Regions from separate parts of the Mus musculus genome. Here region 2 is linked to region 1. The links are chromatin contacts, called in public Hi-C maps. All regions are on one chromosome and are shown on one strand. Each heading gives the region's core, a stretch centred on a gene start, on an enhancer-like site or on the middle of the called end of the contact. The rest is flanking DNA. Distances are from core to core; before and after follow the strand shown.

Evidence for each region. A called contact is a pair of places that touch in the nucleus more often than the background predicts.
Region 2: a Hi-C map of regulatory T cells shows a contact between it and region 1, with 2.8 times the contacts expected there. The contact joins two enhancer-like sites. A contact is called at or near these places in 2 of 484 Hi-C or Micro-C datasets (Th1 cells and regulatory T cells) and 3 of 9 other capture datasets (adipose tissue, liver and pancreatic islet).

Annotation. Positions count from the first base shown.
Region 1 is chr13:63,791,298-63,796,920 of GRCm38.p6, forward strand. No RefSeq gene overlaps it. Among named protein-coding and RNA genes, the nearest start is that of Ercc6l2, 21 kb to the right of the region's middle. Within about 2 kb of position 2,249, at least 15 of the 459 cell types and tissues checked have an H3K27ac peak or open chromatin away from gene starts, as enhancers often do. A contact at or near this core is called in Th1 cells and regulatory T cells, where this site is marked.
Region 2 is chr13:63,882,940-63,888,744 of GRCm38.p6, forward strand. The region is part of intron 17 of Ercc6l2 (excision repair cross-complementing rodent repair deficiency, complementation group 6 like 2); the gene reads left to right. Among named protein-coding and RNA genes, the nearest start is that of Gm46423, 21 kb to the right of the region's middle. Within about 2 kb of position 3,337, at least 43 of the 459 cell types and tissues checked have an H3K27ac peak or open chromatin away from gene starts, as enhancers often do. A contact at or near this core is called in Th1 cells and regulatory T cells, where this site is marked.

The DNA of each region.
Region 1 (5,623 bases), core at 999-3,498:
GAAGGCAATAAGAAGAAAGATGCTCCAGTACCCACTTCAATGTAAACTCATTCTTCCAAGTGAGAAACCCCAGTACCCAAAAGTCTGTTAGCTAAAGAGTCATAGACAGTGTCTCATGCCTCAGTAGGGCCCTGTCATATCTGCAAAGGAGGAAGGGTGGCTGCATGTACTGTGGCCTGAGCAACTGCTATATTCTAACCTTATACCTTTACAATATTCACCTTGAAAAAAAGATTCAGTAATGTAATATACATACACACACACACACACACACACACACACACACACACACACACACACACACAATATGTCCCTTTACTGAAAACAAAAAGGACATGTTTCTTGTTCCCTGTGTAAGGAGCTTGGAAGCCATTTTTTTCCATCACTCTTTAAATAAGGAGAAAATGATAAAGTAAAAATTGAACATCTCACTCTATGTATACCACAAGTAAACTTGCCTCCTCACTCTGTGTTCTGTTTTCTTTGTCAACTTGACACCAGCTAATGTCATCTGAGAAGAGGGAACCCCAATTGAGAAAATGTCTCCATCAGATTGCCTGTGGTAAACAAGTCTGTGAGGCATTTTCTTGTTTAATGATTGGTGTGGGAGGGCCTGGCACACAGTGAGTGGTCCCATCCCTGGAGAGGTGGCCCTGTGTTGCATAAGAAAGCAGACTGAGTAGACCAGTAAGTACTACTCCACAACCTCTGCTTTAGTTCCTGCTTCCAAGTTCCAGCTCTGAGTTCTTGCCTTGGCTTCCTTCAATGGTAAGACCGTGATTGGGATATATAAACACATTTTGACTTAGAACTTCCAAGATTGCTTTTGGTAATGGATCACCATTACCATAATGGTATTCCCATTATCATAGCACAGAAACCAAACTAAGACATCTTAAACAAGAAGACTTATGTCTAGAGAACACAACCTACTAGATATAAGCAAAACTGCAACTCCCAGGGCTGAAGTAGGAAACCAGGCTCATAAACATGATAAATCCACCAGTATAGATGAGTCTGGAAATTAGGAGCTCCAAGCGGTCAAGCACACTTGTGTGTGTTTTATGTCTTTAAGTCTTTACCAGAGAACCTTGATTCTCACAGTGAGGCTGAAGGAAGTTCCTGTGTGCTTCAACAGAAAGCCTAAAATGAGTCAGAGCACTCATAAGGCCTGTCTCAAGAGAGATCATTTGCCAGAGCCCAGATGCAGGCTTGGTAGAACCTAACTGTCTAGGAGAAGGAATACATCCATTATTATACCTCTGTAGACATTCTGACCATCTAAGCATGGGGCATTTCTGAAAAGCACTGCATGGTCACAGCCTGGGTGCGCACTGGCTCACCAGAAGACAGCACAGCACAGTGGACCACAGATAGCTTTTACAATACCTTCATTACAATAAAGGACCATTTTTTTCTTTTTCTTTTTTACTTTTCTTTCTTTTATTTTATATTAAAGGACTATTTCATGACAGGCTTTCAACAAAAACAAAGTAACAAGCTACATTAAAAAGCAAAATATAAAACTATGTGCATGCATGCATATATAAAGTCCCAAACTAAAACAACAAAACCTCCAAACATGGATCCGGAATAGGCACTATCACCAAATTCAGACATGGTTGGATACTGGGATCAGCAGCTTGAAAACTTAAAGCAACCATGTAGAAATGTTTTAAGGCTCTCACAAAAAACCATCAATTATCACGTAAGAACAAATAGCTAATGCAAGCAGAAAGGGAGGTCCTAAGAATGAATCAGAGATGAAAAATCGAAGCAAAAATGAATACATTTCACAGGCTTACCTCTTGACAGAACTGAGCTTAAGGCCATAACAATAGAAAGCTCAAAATAATATGGAAAAGATTGAAATAAAATCACACAGCTATCCAGCAACTGTGGATGATCCACAGAAGATGTGATGTATGCATGGGGAGCATAAGAAAAAGAGAAAGGGAAAGAGGCGGTGTTGGAAGCCAAAGGGACTGTTCTTTGTGTGCCTGTACACTGAGCATCTGCACACATAGTGACATTCTTGGAAACAAGAGGAAAACATAACCATCCGCTCTCAGATGTATCTCTGAGGAAAAGATGCTCTGCTTTCCCTGCCTGACTTATCAATTTATCAGCCTCTGGGCAGTGTATTGACCATGGAGGGAAAGCTCCCCTCCTTACTCTACTGATCAAGCTTTGCAACTTCTGGAAAGTCCACTTTAGATGCTCCCTGTATGACTCAGTGCCGTGCTCACTGCTGATAAATAATCTCATTATGACTCTCCACTTTGACAACTTTTAGTAGAAGAAATGAGTTGCTATGTAGATGTTTCCTTCAGGTGATTTCTCCTCAATTATAATTAGTAAGTCTACTCTGAGAAAGTTTCCTTCTGAAAATTACAACGTTTGTCCATCAATGCCAAGTGCTTGTTTTTGCCAGTCTCTGTCCCTCAGAAGACCAGTGACTACGATTTTCTATCGTAACAGGAGTTTTTAAAAGATGTCCTTTTTTTAGTGATCCAGAGTTTATGTGTGTTTCCAATTTTACGAGGAGGAGGAAGCTGAAAAGCTGCCATGTGCCTGGTGTGTCTGAGTGCAGTCGAATGAAAGACAGACTTTGATGTGTGATGTGGAAAGCAGCTTCTGTTGAAGGTAACTTGAAAGCCAGTAGTTATATTGGGTTGCCATATGTCATTTAGCTCATGTAAAACCTTTTGTAGAAATTGAATCCCATTGTGAGGTAGTAAGAGAGTAGAAACAATCTGATTCTGTTGTTGGAGGTGGAGCCTTGGTGAAGTGATTAGAGTCAGATGAAGCCATTAGGGTGGAGACTCTGACCTAATGCTGGCAGCTTTATAGAAAGAGGGAGAGACTAGTTCTCTCTCTCTCTCTCTCTCTCTCTCTCTCTCTCTCTCACACACACACACACACACACACACACACACACACACACACACATACACACACACAAACACACATGTTTCTCAACATGTGCTACCCTGCACCATCTAGATGCTGCCAGCAAGAAAGCTTTCACCAGATACAGCTCCTTGACCTTGGACCAGAACTGTGAGCCACAGTAAGCATTTTTCCCTCCATTCCTCTCTTCTACTGTCCATCTCCCTTTCCCACTTCTCTTTTCAGACCAGATTCGACTGTACAGTCCAGGCTGGCCTTGTGATCCCTATACCCCAGTCTCCCAAATAATTGGGGTGCATCTCTGCCTAGTTCTTAACTTCTTTTTATTACTAACTTAACTATGGTATTTTATTATTAGCAATAGAAGAGAGATTAAAACATAGGTTTTCTATTCTCAGTTGCCTGGGGAATCTTGTATTTAATTCTGGTACATTTGCAAGCAGATATAGATCGTCTGAGCACTTGGGGAGTGCCAGAGAGTACAAGTATAAGACAAAGCTATGAGGGACTAGGACTGAGCATTGGCAGACGATCCTAGGGCTTGTTGGAAATTACAGTGAACTATGAGAGATTTTCAAAGCACATATTAAAAGACAGACATGGTGGTGCACATCTGTAATCCCAGCACTTGGGCGGCTGAGGCAGGATTACAGGTTCAGGGCCAGCCTTGCCACATAGTGAGATCTTGTCTTTAAAACAAAGATTGAAAGTGAAGGGGCAGAGTAAAAAGAAACATACAAGGGGTAGTAGAATAAAAGGAAACACAGAGGAAGATGAACATGACTAAAAACAAAATAAGTGAGTGCTGCGTGTGAAATTAATAATAACATTTTAACACAAATTACTTAGTTTTTAATAATTTGTGTTAAATTTAGGCCATAGCAGATAACTCAGTTGATGCATAAACCTTATTATAAAGGCACATGGCTGCCTTTTGCCAAATTCTCCAAATAAGCAGCTTCTCCTCCATCACTCTATTAACTCCTAGGTGAACCAGTGCCGACTGCAGCTGTAGAGAGAGCAGTACTGCCACCACCACTCAGCAGACAGATTCTCCAGCCCAGTGTTTTACCCTCACATTGAACAGGTAGAACATGCTGCTTGGGAGTCTATCTCAGCCTGCGCTCTAAAAATACAGCAGTGGGAAGCATTCTGCACTCACCACTGTACTACAGAGATGCCCAGACACAAGTTCAATGTGACCCTCAACTACTCCGGTAAGTTCATCTACTTCTTTGCTATGTTACTGAAGCCGTACAGTGGTTACTCAAGGCATTCCGCTCATGAAACCTGTTAGCTGTCACTAGCTCAGAACTTCAACTCAATCTTCTTCTAAGGTTTTGTAAAGGCTCAAAACCTTTAACATTGAAAATAATTAAAAACATACTGACCTTCATGAACATAAAGGTATATGGTCCTCTAGAGTATTTGCATCCTCTTCATCCTGAGAATACAAGCTATTTAGACATGCAGGTAACTGATATTTTAAGGCTAACTGCCTAAGTTTTAAGGATTTAGTTACTTTCATGGACTTCTATTTAGAAGTGACTAACTTGCTTGTACAGGGTGCTGTCTCATTTTTTTTATTCTGTATTAATTGTACAGAATGGCGGGCTTCATCCTAGTATCCGACTCATGGAGGGCATTTTATTCCTCTTAACCCTCTCACCTCCTGGTCATTGGCTATTCACCTTAGCTGGAGATCTGAGCTTAGCTCTGTATCTTTCATAAAGAGAATTTCTTCAGAGCTTTTCTAGACATTCTGGAACTATCTTATAAGAAATGATTTTATATTTTCCCCAGATTTTGACTGTAAATATTTTTTATTTTATTTTTTACTGTAAACATTTTTACTATGTCAAAAAATGGAAAGACAAAACAACAAACCACAACCAAAGGCTCACATCATCACATCTCTACCATCTAAATTCAAACATTATATACTAAAAAATAAATATTTTTTCATGTGTGCCTGTGTGTGAACATGTATGCTTAGTGGTGCTATGTGAAAATGAATTGCAGACTTTCTGACACTCTACCCTAAATTTCAGGAGCAGCTTCTAAAAATTGGGTGTTCTGCTGTGTAATTACTAATAGTTTTGTAATGTTATCTACTCCCCAGCCACAGTCAACTTTCCTCCAGTGTCTGTAATGCACTTTATAAAGTAAACAGTGTGATATTCCTTAAAAAGTCAAGTTTTAGATACTGGCTTTTATCTTTTTGTCTCAGTCTCTTTTAATTTAGAACAATGCTCTCTCCAGTACTGAAGCACACAATGCTCTCTCACATATATTTTGTTTATGATACTGAATTCGTAAATCACGGCTTTATTTTGTATGATTCACATTCCAATGATTTGATTATTTTGTCATCATGTCATTGGATTGGTTTACCTCTTGGGTATGTTTTGTATGAATTCTAAGCTGAGTCTTCTAGATCTGTCTTAAATACTTGCTTTTACTGACAGCCATTTTGACCAACATTTTAAAAAAAATCATTGCATGTAAATAAGACCCTTATCCAGCAAAAATCTTTATGTTTCTTAACATACAAGTGCAACATTACACATGGCTTCTTCCATGCCGAATGATTTGTTAGCAAAATATGTAGCAATAAGTCAAGTAGTGAGTTGCATTGTTTATATGCAAACTCTTTGTATTATTTTAAGACATCCTTTTTTCCCTTCTTATTGAGAATTTGGTATTCTAC
Region 2 (5,805 bases), core at 2,087-4,586, 93 kb after region 1:
TTACTGCTATACACACACACACACATGCCTACAAATATAAATACAACATCCTCATTCTTTGTAATGTTCATCACATATATATATGGTTTCAGAGCAGTAGCTTGGTTTGAGATAATCCCTGAGGGTTTATCCGTAAGGCCACAGTTTTTCCTACTTTCAGCATTCTTTAGGTGCCTATAAGAAATAACCTTCAAATAAGCTTAGATTTTCTAAGTAGCATGTATCTGACTCAGTTTTAATAACCTAAAATGATATATATAGTTCATATCTGAATAAATACTTTTTTCAGAAAAATTGTTTAGTTTTGTCAAGGTCTAGTGACTTCAGACCCTGTTTTGGTCTTAAGGTGTCTGTCTTGCAATTGGTTTGGTTTTCAGTAAGGGAGATAAATGCAGGCCATTTGTACTTGCTGAGCAGACATACCCACCAAGTCTTACCCCTACCTGTGTTCTAAACACTTTAGGTGGTTTGAATCATTTTTCTATGAACAATTTTATAATTTTCCCGGAAATTGCCTTAGTCAACGATAACACTGAGTGTATACAGACCAGAGCCTTCTATATGGATGAGAAATTGTGATATTCTGACACACATGTTTTGGTTTTGGTCACTGTTTGGCTCATAATGCCCTCTCCAAAGTGGGTTCTAGATACCCATCTTCCACCAACACTTTTTTGTCTTAGGGCCAACTTACAGAAATTCCCTGACTTGAAACCCTCATTCTGGAAGGGTCCTGTCCCATTCCTAGAGGAAGAGGCTGTGAAGAACAGTGGAGTAGATAGGCCTCGTTGGTGTCCCCATTCAGCCTGCTAGTAATTATGCCTGTGCAGTAAAACACCCATAAAACCCAAGGAGAGTGGGTTTTGATCTTCTGAATCGCTGAGCATGTGGAGGTTACTGTAGTGTGGCACACCCAGAGTAGGCATGGGTGCTCCATACCACACCCCCCACAAATTTGCCTCTGCATATTGCTTCCGTGTGTGGAATAGCCTCAGTAATAAACTAGTGAGCAGAAGTGAGTGCTTTCAAGTTTTGTGAGCTGCTCTAACAAGCACAGCTGTGCTAAAGTGAGGCTTACAATTGGCATCTGGAGTCAGGGAATCGCTAGTCTTGGAGAGATGGTGCCAGAATTAAATTAGCGGATACCAACTGTATGCTTACTGCTGCTTTCTAGTGCAGAAATCCCTACACACTGAGAGCAGAAGCCTCAGTGTGGACAGTAGTGTAAGACGAGAGGGAAAACACTTTGCTTTGCTTAAACATGGAAATACTCTCAGATTTGTGTGTAACCCCATGCCTCCAACCAGACCTAGTCTTCCAATTCACATTTCTCAATGCAGGTCATCATTGCCGACGTGATGTGAATTTCCTGTAACGTGACCTCATGTGTGTCTGTTCTTTATGTATGTTACAAGACTTGAAGACAAAGACAGTAACATACATTTCTAAACATGGCCACCACCACTTAGCAACAGCAACAGAGAGTGGGCATTCAGCACATGCTTGTTACTTAATCCCACATTAAAATACAGCATAAAGCAGATCCCTACTACCATTTTACAGTAAAACTCCTTCAACTGAGCTGCTCAGATTAAAGTGGCCATGGTGGCAGGTAATGCAGAACAATTAGTCAGGTTTGAGCAGCATGCGTGCTTACTATACATCATTGTTGGTCATAGTGCTGGCAAAGGAAGCCTGCTTAATAAAGGAGCATGTAGAGAATTGAGTAAGGAAGATGGCCTGCCTATGTATGGAGCTACAATGTGACTTCATCCTCTGTCTCCCACAGTTCTGTGAAATTCCTTCTTCTCCTTCTTCTTCTCCTCCTCTTCCTCCTCCTCCTCCTCCTTCTTCTTCCCTTCTCATTTTCGTTCTCCTTCTTCTTTTACATTTGTTTAGTGTGTGTGTTTTACCATGTATCCCTCCCCCCCCCTGTGTGTGTGTCTATCTGTATCTGTATCTGTGTGTGTGTGTGTCTGTGTGTGTGTGTCTGTGTGTGTGTGTGTGTGTGTGTGTTACATGTACATGGAGCTTGAAGGATTCGGTTTTCTACTTCCACTGTGTGGGGTTTGGGGATTGAACTCAGGTCATTGGGTTTAGAAGCAAGCACCTATGTCTTCTGAGCCGTCTGCCAGGCAAGTTTTGTGAAGTTTCTTACTACAGACTGGGTATGGAGATGCACATCTATATCATGCCAGCACTCCAGAGTCTCAAGCAGAATTGTAAGTTCAGTACCATCCTATGCTGCGTGATGAGTTTTAGGCTAGCCTAGGATCCTGCCGTAAAGCCAACACACAAAATAAAGTTGCTTTAGATTGCAGCTATTGTACCTTCTGGGAGGAAAGGAGCTAGAGTTTCCAACTTCAGTCCCCTCTTCCTCTCACAACATGTTTGTGTTTTCAGGCCTGATTGTCAGTTTTGAACATATGCAGAAAATGTGGCTTTGGTATATATTTGGGTTCAATCCACTAACCAGTTGGTTTTTTCCTAGACAGTGGTTTAAGGTTCAGGAGTAGGTTTTAGCCTTAGGTTTTTGTTGAATACAGAGACCCTACTTTATGATAACCTTGCATAATTAATTTGAATATTTTTCACTGTTGCCCAAAGATCGTTAAACAGTTTTATCACTTTAGATCCAGCTGCCATTTGCATGGATTTTCTTTCACTGTTCTGTCTGTTTTGATAGCTCTCCCAGTTCCTTGCATTGCAAAGATAAGCGAATTTATGCCTTTGTGTGTGCTTACAGTTTGGCCCTTAACCAAAGAGATCTCTTTTTAAGTCTTTTGTTTGAACAGATGTGTAAACAAAACATTGCTGCTTCAGACTTCACAGTTTAAGGCTTGATGAAAACAGAAACTGAAAGAACACTTGATTTGTATTCTTCGTGGCATACTTGGTGTGATCAGGATGATGGAGAGGCAGGGCCACACATGATGGTGACCTTAGAGTGTGCTTAGAACTGTTTAGCTTTGGGAACAAGTTGTAGGCCCCAGACTTTACTGGCATAGGCAGGCCCTCAGTTCATCTTAGAACCAGCTTTCTGAGTTCAGCCTTCTACCATCATGACTTTCCACTGCCTTTGAAAATCTCCACTTAGTTCCAGTTTCCCATTACTGGCTAACCACCTGGATTTAGGACATCAGTATGACTGGTATCCACTTTTCTTGTGTGCCCTAAAAGGAACCAGCGCCATAGCCAGATCCATTCCTCATCTACCTAGTCAAAGATTTCACTAGTTCCTGGTAACCTGCCACAGACAGGCTATCCTGTCTGTGCACCACTGTGAGCAGCCTTCCTCTGCAATGTGTAGGATGAGGTGAGCTGGGGAGATTCTGTGTGCTGGCTATGGATGTGTCTCCAGAATTAGTCCCAAGAGAGATTATCCATAATACCTTTTCTGTAAAATAGAAACTAGAGGCTTGTCTTAGTTTGGGTTTTATTGCTGTGAGGAGACACCATGACCACAGCGACACTTACAAGGGAAAACATTTAATTAGAGCTGGCTTACAGTTCAGAGGTTTAGTTCATGATTGTCACAGTAGGTAGCATGGCAGCATCCAGCATCGAAGAGTGTTCTATATCTGGATCTGCAGGCAGCAGGAAGAGAGAAACCCCAAAGCCCAGTGACACTTTCTCAAACAAGGCCACACCTCCCAGTAGTACCCATCCCTATGGGCCTAGAGGGGCCATTTTCATTTAAACCACAAGGCTCTTCATGATTATCTTCAAAAGTTAGCATCACGGTGGCAAGCTTGTATAACCACAAGGCCGAAGCAAAAGTACCCAAGTTCAAGGCCAGCTTGGACTACATCATTAGTTCTAAGGCCTCCTGCAGCTATACTGAAAACCCTTGTGTTTAAAAAGAAAAGAAGAAAACAGAAAAAAAAAAACCCACAGTTCTTTACTCTCCTGGATTTTAAACTCTTGATACATTTGTTACAGGATGTGGTTATGAGAGGGCCTTTCCCTGTCAAATTCTCATTTCTATGTAAGAACCTTTCTTTAGCAGTTTACCTTCAAATTTATATTACATTTTAATTAATGTTAATAAAAGGAGGTTTTGGGTTTTTTTTAATAAATATTCCCTGAACTATACAGTGCTGTTTTCTAATATACACATTCCATATGTGGCCGAATAAACAGAAAAATGCAAATGTGATCATAGAGCTGTAAGGTAGAAGGATTCCTTCCTTTGAAAGTATACTGACATTAAAGATTGCTATCTACAGTTTTCTTAAGCTTTTCATATTGGAAAATCTGTAGCTTTTTTTTTTTAGTTGAGTCTGCACTGAAAAACTGTTGCTTGAGTAAAAGTAAGGCCCTTGACTTAGGTCTATTGCTTTGAATTACAGATCATGTACTTTACTAAAGGAATGATGGCTAGTGAGACAGCTTAGCAAGCAGGTAAAAGCCAGCAACCCTGGGACCTTGTGATAGAAAAAAGAACTGACTCTGAAAGTTGTCCTTTGACCTCCACACACATGCCTTGGCATGTGAGTACAAAATAAATAAATGAATGTAAAAAGAATACTAAAAAGATAAGATCCAGATTATCCAAGGACATTTGACTGTTTCATATTGTTACAGGATGATAAATAACTTTCATGGTATATAACCAATGTAAGCCTAAAACTATAGTAAGAAGTGAGTTGTTCAGAATTATGACTGATAAGACCTAGTGTGGACTCATTTATTTTCTCAAGTTTTGCTTTGGAGATTTTATTTGTGTGTGTGGTTTTGTTTGTTTTGTTTTGTTTTGTTTTGTTTTTTCTTCCTAAGTGTGAAAGGGTTGATTTGAGTTTCAGATTTGTACAACATGCATAAGATTCAACTGGGCATGCTCTTATGTAGCGTGAGAGAGAAGGGCAGGTGCACAGTGAACACATCCCTACACAAGTGCCTTCTTAGTTCCTGTCCTCACGTGTCTTTTATAATTTAAAAATCACAAGTCATGAATATATGCATTAGTCTGCCTTAAATAGCAGTTTTATATTTTGAAGCACATTTTATAGGTAAATCCGAAAAATCAATAATGATTCAATAGCCTTATCAAAGCTATTGCAAAGCAATTATTTATGGAGGTTTTGAAGTAAACAATTTCCAAATTTAGTGTTTGATTATTGGTAGATAGGAAGACTGGTTTGGCCAACCTACGTCAGAGCAATTTCCTTTGTAGAAGGGTTTTATATAGATTAACTTTTATATACTGAAGTTTAATTTTAATGGCAATCATCTTTGTAAAGACAGTACACTGTATTTAAAGTTTTAGTGATATAAGTAAGACTAGGGTCCACATAATTAGCTTAGCCTACTGTCTACCTTTTTGTTTTAGTCTAAAAGTCTAAAGGTACAGGAGTTTTCCCTTATTTTCCCACTTCCAACTGACTGTTCCATGTAGACTCCACAGTCCAAAGAAGGGCGAGATGTTCCTTAGTGCTTATTAATTAGAGTTATTACTTTACTGTCCTCTGGTAAGTTCACCTTTATGAGTAGCCTCCTGGTTTTTATTCAGTACATCTTTTCATCGGTTTTATTTAACTTTGTGTTTATATTGAGGAATGATTGCTGCATTTCCTAAATTTGTGTAGTAAGTTTTATTTTTTAACAAAGATTCTAAAAGTTAGATTTGTTCTTTTTAGTACAGATAGTATAGTGAACATGCCTAACAGTGCTGCATAGTTTATGGGAGTGGTCCTCAACTAGAAACTACCAAGTGACTGGCTGTTGGAAGTGGGATGTTCTCTAACGTAAGAGCTTAACAGAAATTATCTCACTCAATCTACAGTAAACAAGGGTCTTACTTTC